2 separate regions of the Mus musculus genome follow, and region 1 is linked to region 2. The links are chromatin contacts, called in public promoter capture Hi-C maps. All regions are on one chromosome and are shown on one strand. The core of a region is the stretch at or near the end of the contact, and the rest is flanking DNA. Distances in the headings are between cores, read along the strand shown. Region 1 has its middle 34 kb from the start of Gm30986. Region 2 holds the start of Siglec1 (sialic acid binding Ig-like lectin 1, sialoadhesin).

What was found. Promoter capture Hi-C pulls out the DNA fragments that hold promoters and counts their contacts.
Region 1: a promoter capture Hi-C map of liver shows a contact between it and region 2, with 3 times the contacts expected there. The contact joins the enhancer-like site here to the promoter of Siglec1 in region 2. A contact is called at or near these places in 6 of 39 promoter capture datasets (the 3T3-L1 cell line, the C10 cell line, embryonic stem cells and 2 more) and 1 of 115 datasets of contacts at active chromatin or transcription factors (embryonic stem cells).

The regions. Positions count from the first base shown.
Region 1 is chr2:131,772,023-131,776,966 of GRCm38.p6, reverse strand. No RefSeq gene overlaps it. Among named protein-coding and RNA genes, the nearest start is that of Gm30986, 34 kb to the right of the region's middle. Within about 2 kb of position 3,061, at least 6 of the 459 cell types and tissues checked have an H3K27ac peak or open chromatin away from gene starts, as enhancers often do.
Region 2 is chr2:131,083,449-131,088,156 of GRCm38.p6, reverse strand. It overlaps Siglec1 (sialic acid binding Ig-like lectin 1, sialoadhesin), which reads left to right and starts at 1,392. Exons shown (of 21, transcript NM_011426.3): 1 at 1,392-2,107; 2 at 2,340-2,699; 3 at 2,943-3,242; 4 at 4,100-4,366; 5 at 4,612-4,708. The coding sequence starts at 2,041.

The sequences.
Region 1 (4,944 bases), core at 1,812-4,311, 690 kb before region 2:
GGGGCATCCTGGTGTGAACACTGTCCACCACATGCTCCCATTGACACAAATTCAGTTTCTCAGCACTGAAACCTTCCATCCTGAAGGGAGCTCATTAAGACGTAAGGAGTAAACAAAACCAGCAAGGCCTAGGAAGGAAACAGAACTGGCAAGGCTCAGGAAGTAAAGAAAACTGGCAAGGCTCATGAAGTAAAGAAAACTAGCAAGGCTCAGGAAGTAAAGAAAACTGGCAAGGTTCAGGAAGGAAACAATTCAGAAGTGTCAAGAAATCTCCCAGGGAGCGCTGAGAAGCAGATCCTTGAAGTCATCAACAGTAGGCCTTTTGGTGACACAGATTTTGTAAGTTACCTCTCACCCATTCTTCTGTAAACAATCCCAATATACCGGGTCTCAGAGGTAGACTTAGGTAGAATCATTTCTTTGCTCTGTCACCAGTGCCTGATGTTGAATGAATAAACAAATGATGAATGAATCTCCCTAGGAAAAGTCACATACAAGACTGAAACACATGTGACTGTGAGAAGAAAGCAATTGTTTCTCCTTTAAGCTGTTTTGGTCATATATAATTACCACACAAGGCAAGAGCGACTTAAATATGCCTCTACTCCCCAAAGCAATGCACAGATGCAACATTTTTCTCATAAAAATGCCAATACATCCCTTACTAAAATGGATAAAGCAATCCTAATAGCCACATGGTACAGGGAAAGATGCAGAATTGGCCAAGAGATCTTGAGAAGTAACAAGGATGGAGGCATCACACTTCCAGATTTCAAAACTTGTTATAATTAAAATAAGATGATGTTGACATATAGCCAGGCATACCGACCAATAGGAAAAGGTAGAGAGCCTAGAAATGAACCAACACATACTTACCAAACTGATCTTTGAGAACAGTGTCAAGAGTAACTAATGACTAAAGTATAGTTTCTCCCCACAATAGGAAAACTGGCTGTCCACTAAGAAGGGACAAACTTGTATCTCTAATTTATAGACATGAAAATTCAAAATGGGGAAAGACTTAAGCACAATACCTGGCACTATAAAACTTCTGAAAGAAGTTATGGGGGGAGCTGAATGGGAGTGACACCCACATTGCTTAAGCAATGGAAGCAAACCTGACTGGGATTACAGCCCACAGCACTTCTGCAGAGCCAAAGGACAGGCCACAGAACAGAAATATTTAAATTGTATATTTTAAATATTTGTTTATTTATTTATTTTATGTATATGGGTGTTTTGTCTGTGTATGTGTTCAACACATACATGCCTAATGTCTGCAGAGCCCTGAAGAGGGCAACAGATCCCTTGGAACTGCAGTTACAGATGGTTGAGAGCCACCATATGCATGCTGGGAACCAATTCCAGCTCTTCTGCAAGAGCAGCAGGTGTGCTTAACTTCTGAGACATCGCTCTAGCCTCCACAAATCCATGCTTTTGGTAGAGGATGAATTTATAAAATAAGAAACTCCCACAACTCAGCAAAGGACTTGAGAAGATATACAGATGGTCAGAAAATATGTGTTTAACATTACTTACTGTAGGGAAAGGCAAACAAAACCACCTTAAATTATCTTCTCATACATATTAGTGCAACCATAGTAAATAATAAATATGTGTGTTGACAGAGATGCAGAAAATCTGGAACTCATGGCCTATTGAAAAATGGGAAAACATGCAGCAGCTACAAAAAACACTGAGGTTTCCTCAAAACATTAAAAATAGAAGAGTTGTGTGATCAGTGAGTCTGCTCTGGGTATATATATGAAAGAACTGAAGTCAGGAACTCGAAGACACACTGGCCATCTCATGTTCACTGAAGCAGAATTTATAATAGACAAGACATGCAAACAACCTCAATGTGTATCAGTAGAGGAATAAGTAAAGAAAGTCACACACACACACTCACACACATGCACACACACACTCACAGAAGCATACACATACATATACTCATGCACAAATTCACATGCACACACACTCACATACACATAGACACACAAACTCACACACACATGGACACACAAACTCACACACACACTCACACATACACTTACACTCTCACACCCACCCTCATATACTCACACACACACTATTACACACAGTTTCACACACAGTCTCTCTCTCTCTCTCTCTCTCTCTCTCTCTCACACACACACACACACATACACACACTCACTATTAAGCCCTAAAATGAAAATATGAAGAAAATTCTATCTTGCTACAATATGGAGGTCATGGGAGACACACTAGATGAAATTACCCTGTCCAGAAGGATACATACTGCATGAGTTGTGTTTAGAGAGCAGGGAGAATGGGAGAGCAGTAGCTTGATGGTGCGGGCCACCACCACAAGGGTTCTATTGGCAGCGCGCTCTTTGTGCATTCCGCACCTTTCTTCCCTGGACTTTCCCGTCCAACACAGTTCTGTGTCCTTTACCTACTCTGTTCGCTGGCTTTGTGTTACCACGACAGAACAGCCCATAAAAGTCAACTGACTGAAGGGAAGCTTTGGTTGAGTTCATGGTGTTAGAGGTCCAAGTCCTTGGTCAGCTGACCATGTTGATTCTGTGTCTATGACAGTAAACCACCTCAGGAAATCAGAAAAGGGAAGGGGTGCATATACCCTCCACTCGACATTCAGATGCCATAAGTAAAAATAATAAAATAAAAAGTGAAGAGCCAGGCTGCTCCTTTCAAGAGCAAGACCACACAGCCCAACATCCTTTCACAAGACACTACTCCTGAAGGTTCCAGTACCATAGAGTCACAGCCTAGGTATTAACACCTCAGCGCAGGCGCCCTTTTAGGATAGTCGAACCCAGATGACAACCCCTGTACAACATAGACTCTGGTGTTTGATAGAGTCCTGGCATTTTGGAGATGTTCAGTTACAAAAATCTTTATGGGGATACCAGTCAGGCACCACAAAAATTTCCACTGTAAATTACGTAACTTAAAGAGATTCTTAGTATATTTCTGGGTGGTGTAACTTTGAACAATTTTAGACCTTGTTTAACATTGCATAAAGAAACTGTATACTGGCCAGCAGCCATCACCCTTGCCCCCGCAACACCTCCCTGAAAGTCACCAGCGTCTTCAGTCTCTATGGATTCCCCTGTGCACTGACAGAAAACACATTTTTATAATACAAGGGGCTTATAGCCAGAAACGATAAAGAATGTTAAGCTTGACAATAAAAAAAAATCCCAACCCACTCAACTTAAAATTGGGCCTGACATATTGCTAGTGGGATTGTAAAAAGGCCCAGAAACTTTGAAAAAGAGTTTAAAAGTTTCTCAAAATGTTAAGACACAGAGGCTAAACATAGAAATGCTATGTGACCTGATCATTTTAATCTTAGGGATATGTTCAAAGGAAATTAAAACCATACGTCCTGTCCACACAAAAACTGTACATGAGTGCTCATACAAGGTTAGTCACAAAAGCTCAGAAGTGGAAACAATCTAAATTTTCATCAACGGATGAGTGAGCTTTAAAAATAAGGTCTACCCCTACAGAAAAAATCCTCCTTGGCATTAGTGAGGAATGAAACACTGCAATACTGAAGACCTACTGTGCCTCTGAAGACCTACTGTGCCTCTGAAAGCTGTAGGTATTCAGATGAAAGTCCTCATGGTATAAGCTAATGTGACCAAGAGGCCCAGGAAAATGCCCAGCGTGGGGAAGCAGGGAGTGGGGTGGTGCTAATGTCAGTGACAGCATCCTCAGACACAGGACTGGTTAGGTCAAAGGCTTGGGAAAAGACATCTTGACAGCTTGAATTTCAACTCCAAGGAACTTCCCAGTTGGCTAAAATTTGGCTAAATTCACAGTTGGCTGAGATATATCTGATTCCAAATCATGACTTTTGTTGTTGCTGATTGGGTGGAGAAATGTTTCTAATTTTGTGATCCAAGTCCTCACTTCATGTGTGATAAAACTCCACATGTTCTCCCTGTGGAGTGTATCAGTAGGCATCAATCCAATGTGTAGAAACACTGATATTCTAAGGAGGTTTGAATCTGGTCTCTGGGAAGTCCAAGTTTGAGGCTCCTCCCTTGATGTTCTGTCAATGGATGTCAATGGATTCTTTGCCCATCTACTCAGTGGCAACACAGAGGCACACATTGGTGGAGAACTCACAGAGGAGAGTCTGCAAGCCAAAGAGAGTCCTGCTTGCCACAGTAACCTAACCCCCAAAAGACAACGCCCTTGGAAGACAGTCCAGGGTTGGCAAGATGGCTCATCTGTGAAAGTCACTTACCCCCAAGCCTGTGACCTGCCTTTGCTCCTGCTTGAATTCCTGTCCTGGCTATCAATGATGGACCATGATGTGGAAGAGTAGACCAAGCCCAAGAACACCCCCAAGCTGATTTTGATCACTGTTTTATCACCACAAGAGGGAAGCAAACTAATACAATATTGGTCGTATGGAAGTTTTTCCTTTATTCTTTCCTTAAGATAGGGATTTGGATGTGGTCTAGGATGGCTGCAAGCCCACAATTCTTCTACCTTCAGCTTCCACATTCTGAGAGTACAGACCCACCCCACTATACTGTCTAGTGGCTCTAATTTCCGTGTGTATGCGCGAGTGTGTGTGTGTGTGTGTGTTTAGTAACCCCCACAGTGTCCTAAAATGGCTGTACTAATTTATATTCCCCTCACAGTGCATACTGGTTCCTTTGCCCACTCCCCTGTTCTTGCCAACTTCTGTTATTTTTTGTTTTATTGCGTAGTTGTTTCAGCTGTGGTGACATTCACTCCCAGTGTAGTTTTGATTGGCATTTTCTTGATGGTTAAAGATTTTGAGCATTTTAAGTGTACTTTGTGGGTTATATGTCTGTCTTTGAGAACTGTCACTTGCTCCTGTTTAAGAATCACATGACTTAGTCACAGTTTAATATTTGTAGTCACTGCCTTCCTTCCTTCAGTTGCTTTATT
Region 2 (4,708 bases), core at 143-2,642:
CTGTCCCTATAGGTTCTCATCCTGTCCCATTTCCTAGTTCTACACCGACTTCTTGAGGAATCCTCAGTCTCCCACACTGCACCATTCCACATTCCCACTAACGATGTGCAGGGCTCCTATTTCTGTGCATCCTCACCAACAGTTTTTATTCTTGTTTTTTTTTTTTTTTCATTAGTAGCCATCATAGTGGTTGGTTGTTCCCATGTTTGCTGATGTGTGTGTCTTCTATCCTTTGCCACTTAACTCCCCCTGAGACAGGATCTCTTACAGCTGAGCTGGCTAGCCAGCTAACCCCAGGAATTCTTCTGTCTCTCTCTGCTCCAACCAGTGCTGGGCCTGCATTCAGGAGCTTCGGTAGTTGTACAAATGCTCACACCCGGTACGGTACCGTGTTCTTACCCCCTGAACTGCCCCCCAGCCCTCACTCTGGTTCCGACTTATGTTTTCCTCACGCGTCTTTTCATTGGTTTGTTGCCTTGCATTTCTTCAATGAGAAGTGTCTATTCAAGTCCTTTGCCCATTTTCCTAGATGGGTTGTTTTATTTCAGAGGAGGCTATGGTACTGTCAGAATTCTTGACATGTTCTGGATACTAGTCTTCAATAAATGATTCTCAAATATTTTCTCTCATTCTTTGGCTGTCTTTTTCATTTCTCTGCACAGTTTTTGTTTGTTTGTTTGTTTTTGTTTGTTTGCTTGGTTTTTTTTTTTTTTTTTTGGCTCACACAAAAATCAAGTCCCTCTTACCTACTTCCCCCTTTTCTTTTTTGAGGCACGGTCTTCGTAGCTTGCCCTGACGAGCGAGCCTTAAACACAGGATCCTCCCACTACAGCTTCCCGAACGCTAGAATCACGAAGCATTACCACTGAGCTTCGCTTCTAAGTCAGGAAAGCACTGCGTGGTCCAAAGCCATGGAGACTGACATCTGGGTTGTTTTCTAGGTGTTTCTTGGACTGCTGTGTCTGCCGCCTGTGGTGTTCCTTCCTGCTGTGGCACCCTTTGGCACAGGGCTTGCTCCTTGTGCATGGTATACAATAAGCATGTTTGTGGGTGTGAGTGTATGGCGACCTGACCCAGGAAAGTTTCCTTGACACCTCTCTAGCCTGACTCTGGACCACACACCCTTGTCATAATCACTGAGATCCCTGTAGGTCTGGGGCTCTGCACTGCTGTGGACCACAAATTCCCAGGCCTAGGTCTTCAGAAATGGGTGGATGCCCATGGCTGCCAAGAAGAGGGAAAACATAAAGCTTTCTCTGCTGTGGCCACAAGGACTCAGCCCAGAGGGGAAGTTACAGATTTATGCAGCATCCTGAAGGTTGAGTAAGATTTCTGTGAGCAAAGATCATTTATGGTGGGGGTGGAACTGGGCAGTGAGGGAGCCAGGGAGCAGACAAGATTAGGCCTAGAGTAAGTCTATGAAACACAGAGAAAGGGGACAGCATAGGGGTTAAGAAATGAGGTCTTTCAAAATCTCAGGGGGCAATGAGGAGTTTTTTGAGAGAGGAAGGACTCTTTAAAGGAAGTTGAAGGAGGATTCTGTGAACTTGAGACCACCCTGAGCTGCCAAGTTGAGAACTTTGTCTACAAACAAGCCAGGCAGCCTCAGCGTGTGCTCAGTCCGACTTGTAGCTGGAGAGGCAGGAGACCAATTTCCGGTGCTTACGGTGCTTGCTGGATGCCCTGGAGTAAGTGACAGGGTCTCACTGGACTCCAGGTTCTGTTGGTTTGAGTAATAGGAGGCGGCAGGGGAGAAGTGAAGAGAGACATGCACTGCTGATCTGCCTTGAGGCTGTGTCCTTAAGGGGTGGAGCCAAGGGGCACAGAAGACTCTCTGGGACATGCCACCAAGTGAGAGCATTTCCAATCACTCCCTGAGCCAGGAACAGGGGCTTCTGGTTCCCTGCTGGTGGCTGCCACAGCAGTCCTTCCTGTTGGGTTGACCAACACAGCAGGTGAGATAAACCCTATAGACTTGGGCCCTGGAGTGCTCCAGGCAGTCTCTGTGTGCCTACCCACCCGGCTTCCCTAGGCACCTGAATGCACCTGGGCACTGGGATGTGTGTCCTGTTCTCCCTGCTCCTGCTGGCCTCTGTCTTCTCACTAGGTAAGCTGCACGAGGCTAGTGCCTCTCATAGGGTCTGGCCTCTGTGGACTCAGCACAGAAGCCTAGACTATGATCAGATGTGACTGAGCACACCCCATCCTTGGGGCACTAAGAGGGAAATTAGATTAGATTTGGAGCCTGTTTGGAGCACCCTCTTTTGGGGCAGGTGACAGGGCTCTGTTCCCAGGCTTGCATCACCCTTTTCTCTGTTGCTCTTCCTACCCTCCTCTAGGCCAGACCACATGGGGTGTCTCCAGTCCCAAGAATGTGCAGGGCTTGTCGGGATCCTGCCTGCTCATTCCCTGCATCTTCAGCTACCCTGCCGATGTCCCAGTGTCCAATGGCATCACAGCCATCTGGTACTATGACTACTCGGGCAAGCGGCAGGTGGTAATCCACTCAGGGGACCCCAAGCTGGTGGACAAGCGTTTCAGGGGTCGAGCTGAACTGATGGGGAACATGGACCACAAGGTGTGCAACCTGTTGCTCAAAGACTTGAAGCCTGAAGACTCTGGCACCTACAACTTCCGCTTTGAGATCAGTGATAGCAACCGCTGGTTAGATGTCAAAGGCACCACGGTCACTGTGACAAGTGAGGAGCCTGGGGACTGGTCGCGGTCAGGGACTCCTAGGCTGCTGCTCCAGCCCTGTCCTTTGACCTGAACCTTGCCTAGGCCTTCAGCTCTGACCTTTGCCTATTATTTTTCACTCTGTGACATTCTCCTTTTCTTGAGTCCCCCTCCCCCCAAGTCTTGTCCTTTGGTTGGGGTTGTGGGGACAGTGTGAGGTACAGTGAGGTGAGGGGAGCCCTGAGAATTACTGCCTTTGTTTTCAGCGGATCCCAGCCCCCCCACTATTACCATTCCTGAGGAGCTGCGTGAAGGCATGGAGAGGAACTTCAACTGTTCCACACCCTACCTGTGCCTGCAGGAGAAGCAAGTCAGCCTGCAGTGGCGAGGCCAGGACCCCACCCACTCTGTCACCTCCAGCTTCCAGAGCCTCGAGCCCACTGGCGTCTATCACCAGACGACCCTACATATGGCCCTATCCTGGCAGGACCACGGTCGGACCCTGCTCTGCCAGTTCTCATTGGGCGCACACAGTAGTCGGAAAGAGGTTTACCTGCAAGTGCCACGTGAGTATATCACACCCTTGTCACCGAACACCATTTCTATAGCTCTCTGACCAAAACCAGCTTGGCTAGCCTCTAGGGACAAGCCCTTTGTCCCTGTGGCATACTGGTGCACTTAGGCCTTTAGGCCTGGCAGCTGGAGACAGCTGAGCCCCAAACAGTTCATGCTTATAATTGCAAATCTGAGGAGACAGAGACATGTGGAGACATGTGGGTCTCTGGGCCTTGCTGGTCAAACAGCCTAATCTATTTGGTGAGTTCCAAGTCACTGAAAGATTCTGCCTGAAGAAACAAGGTAGACAACACCTGGGGATCGCCATCCAAAGTTGACTTCTGGCCTCCATATGCATGTGCAGTTGTGTGCACCCATACCCATGACCACACACACACACACACACACACACGGAGGCACAGAGTGGGGGATTTTTAGTGTTGTTAGTCCCTTGCTTATAAACTGGTTAACTTTTCTGAGACCTAATGTCTGCTGTCTTTGGCTTGCTGCCACGAAATGGCTGCCTAGTCCCTTTCTATTAGCTACTGCAAGCCACTAAGGCAAGTTACAGTACTCATGACTTTATGTAAGTCATCCTCACATAGAACATGGGCAGTTACAACTCAGAAAGCTGTCAATAGGCCATTGATAGCCACACCTTAAGAGCTATTGATAGCCGTGCATGGGCCAAGCACCACATTCCCAGGGCCTCATGGGAAAAGCAGGGGAGCAGGAATGGATGGGGGTAGTGAAGGGCAGATGACAGCAGGTTTAGGGGTTTTCTCTAGGTGGTCTTCCTCAGAAAGAAGTATGCCCAACGCCCTGCCATCCACATGCACCTTCCCTGACATCCCATCATGCTTTGCAGATGCCCCCAAAGGTGTGGAGATCCTCCTCAGCTCCTCAGGGAGGAACATCCTTCCCGGGGATCCAGTCACACTCACCTGCAGAGTGAACAGCAGCTATCCTGCTGTCAGTGCCGTGCAGTGGGCCAGGGACGGAGTGAACCTCGGAGTCACGGGACATGTGCTTCGGCTGTTCTCAGCAGCCTGGAATGATTCTGGGGCCTACACCTGCCAAGCAACAAATGATATGGGCTCTCTGGTGTCATCCCCGCTCAGCCTCCATGTTTTTAGTGAGTCCTGGATGAGGCTGAGGGGACCTGTGTCAGGAAAGCACTAGAAGCTTCCATACCCACAACAGTATCCACTCACAGGTGGTATAATATCTGGAGGGCACCTGGGAATGGGATGAGGCAAAGCAGGTGACTCCAGGAGGCCTCTGCTTTATGGGGTGGGAGTGGGGTTCAGTATAATACATAAAGATTGACGATGGCGGTTGTCTAGAACTCTAAGGGTGTGTCCTATGCTGTTCTTGCAGTGGCTGAAGTCAAAATGAACCCCGCAGGGCCCGTCTTGGAAAATGAGACAGTGACTCTGCTCTGTAGCACGCCGAAGGAGGCTCCCCAGGAGCTCCG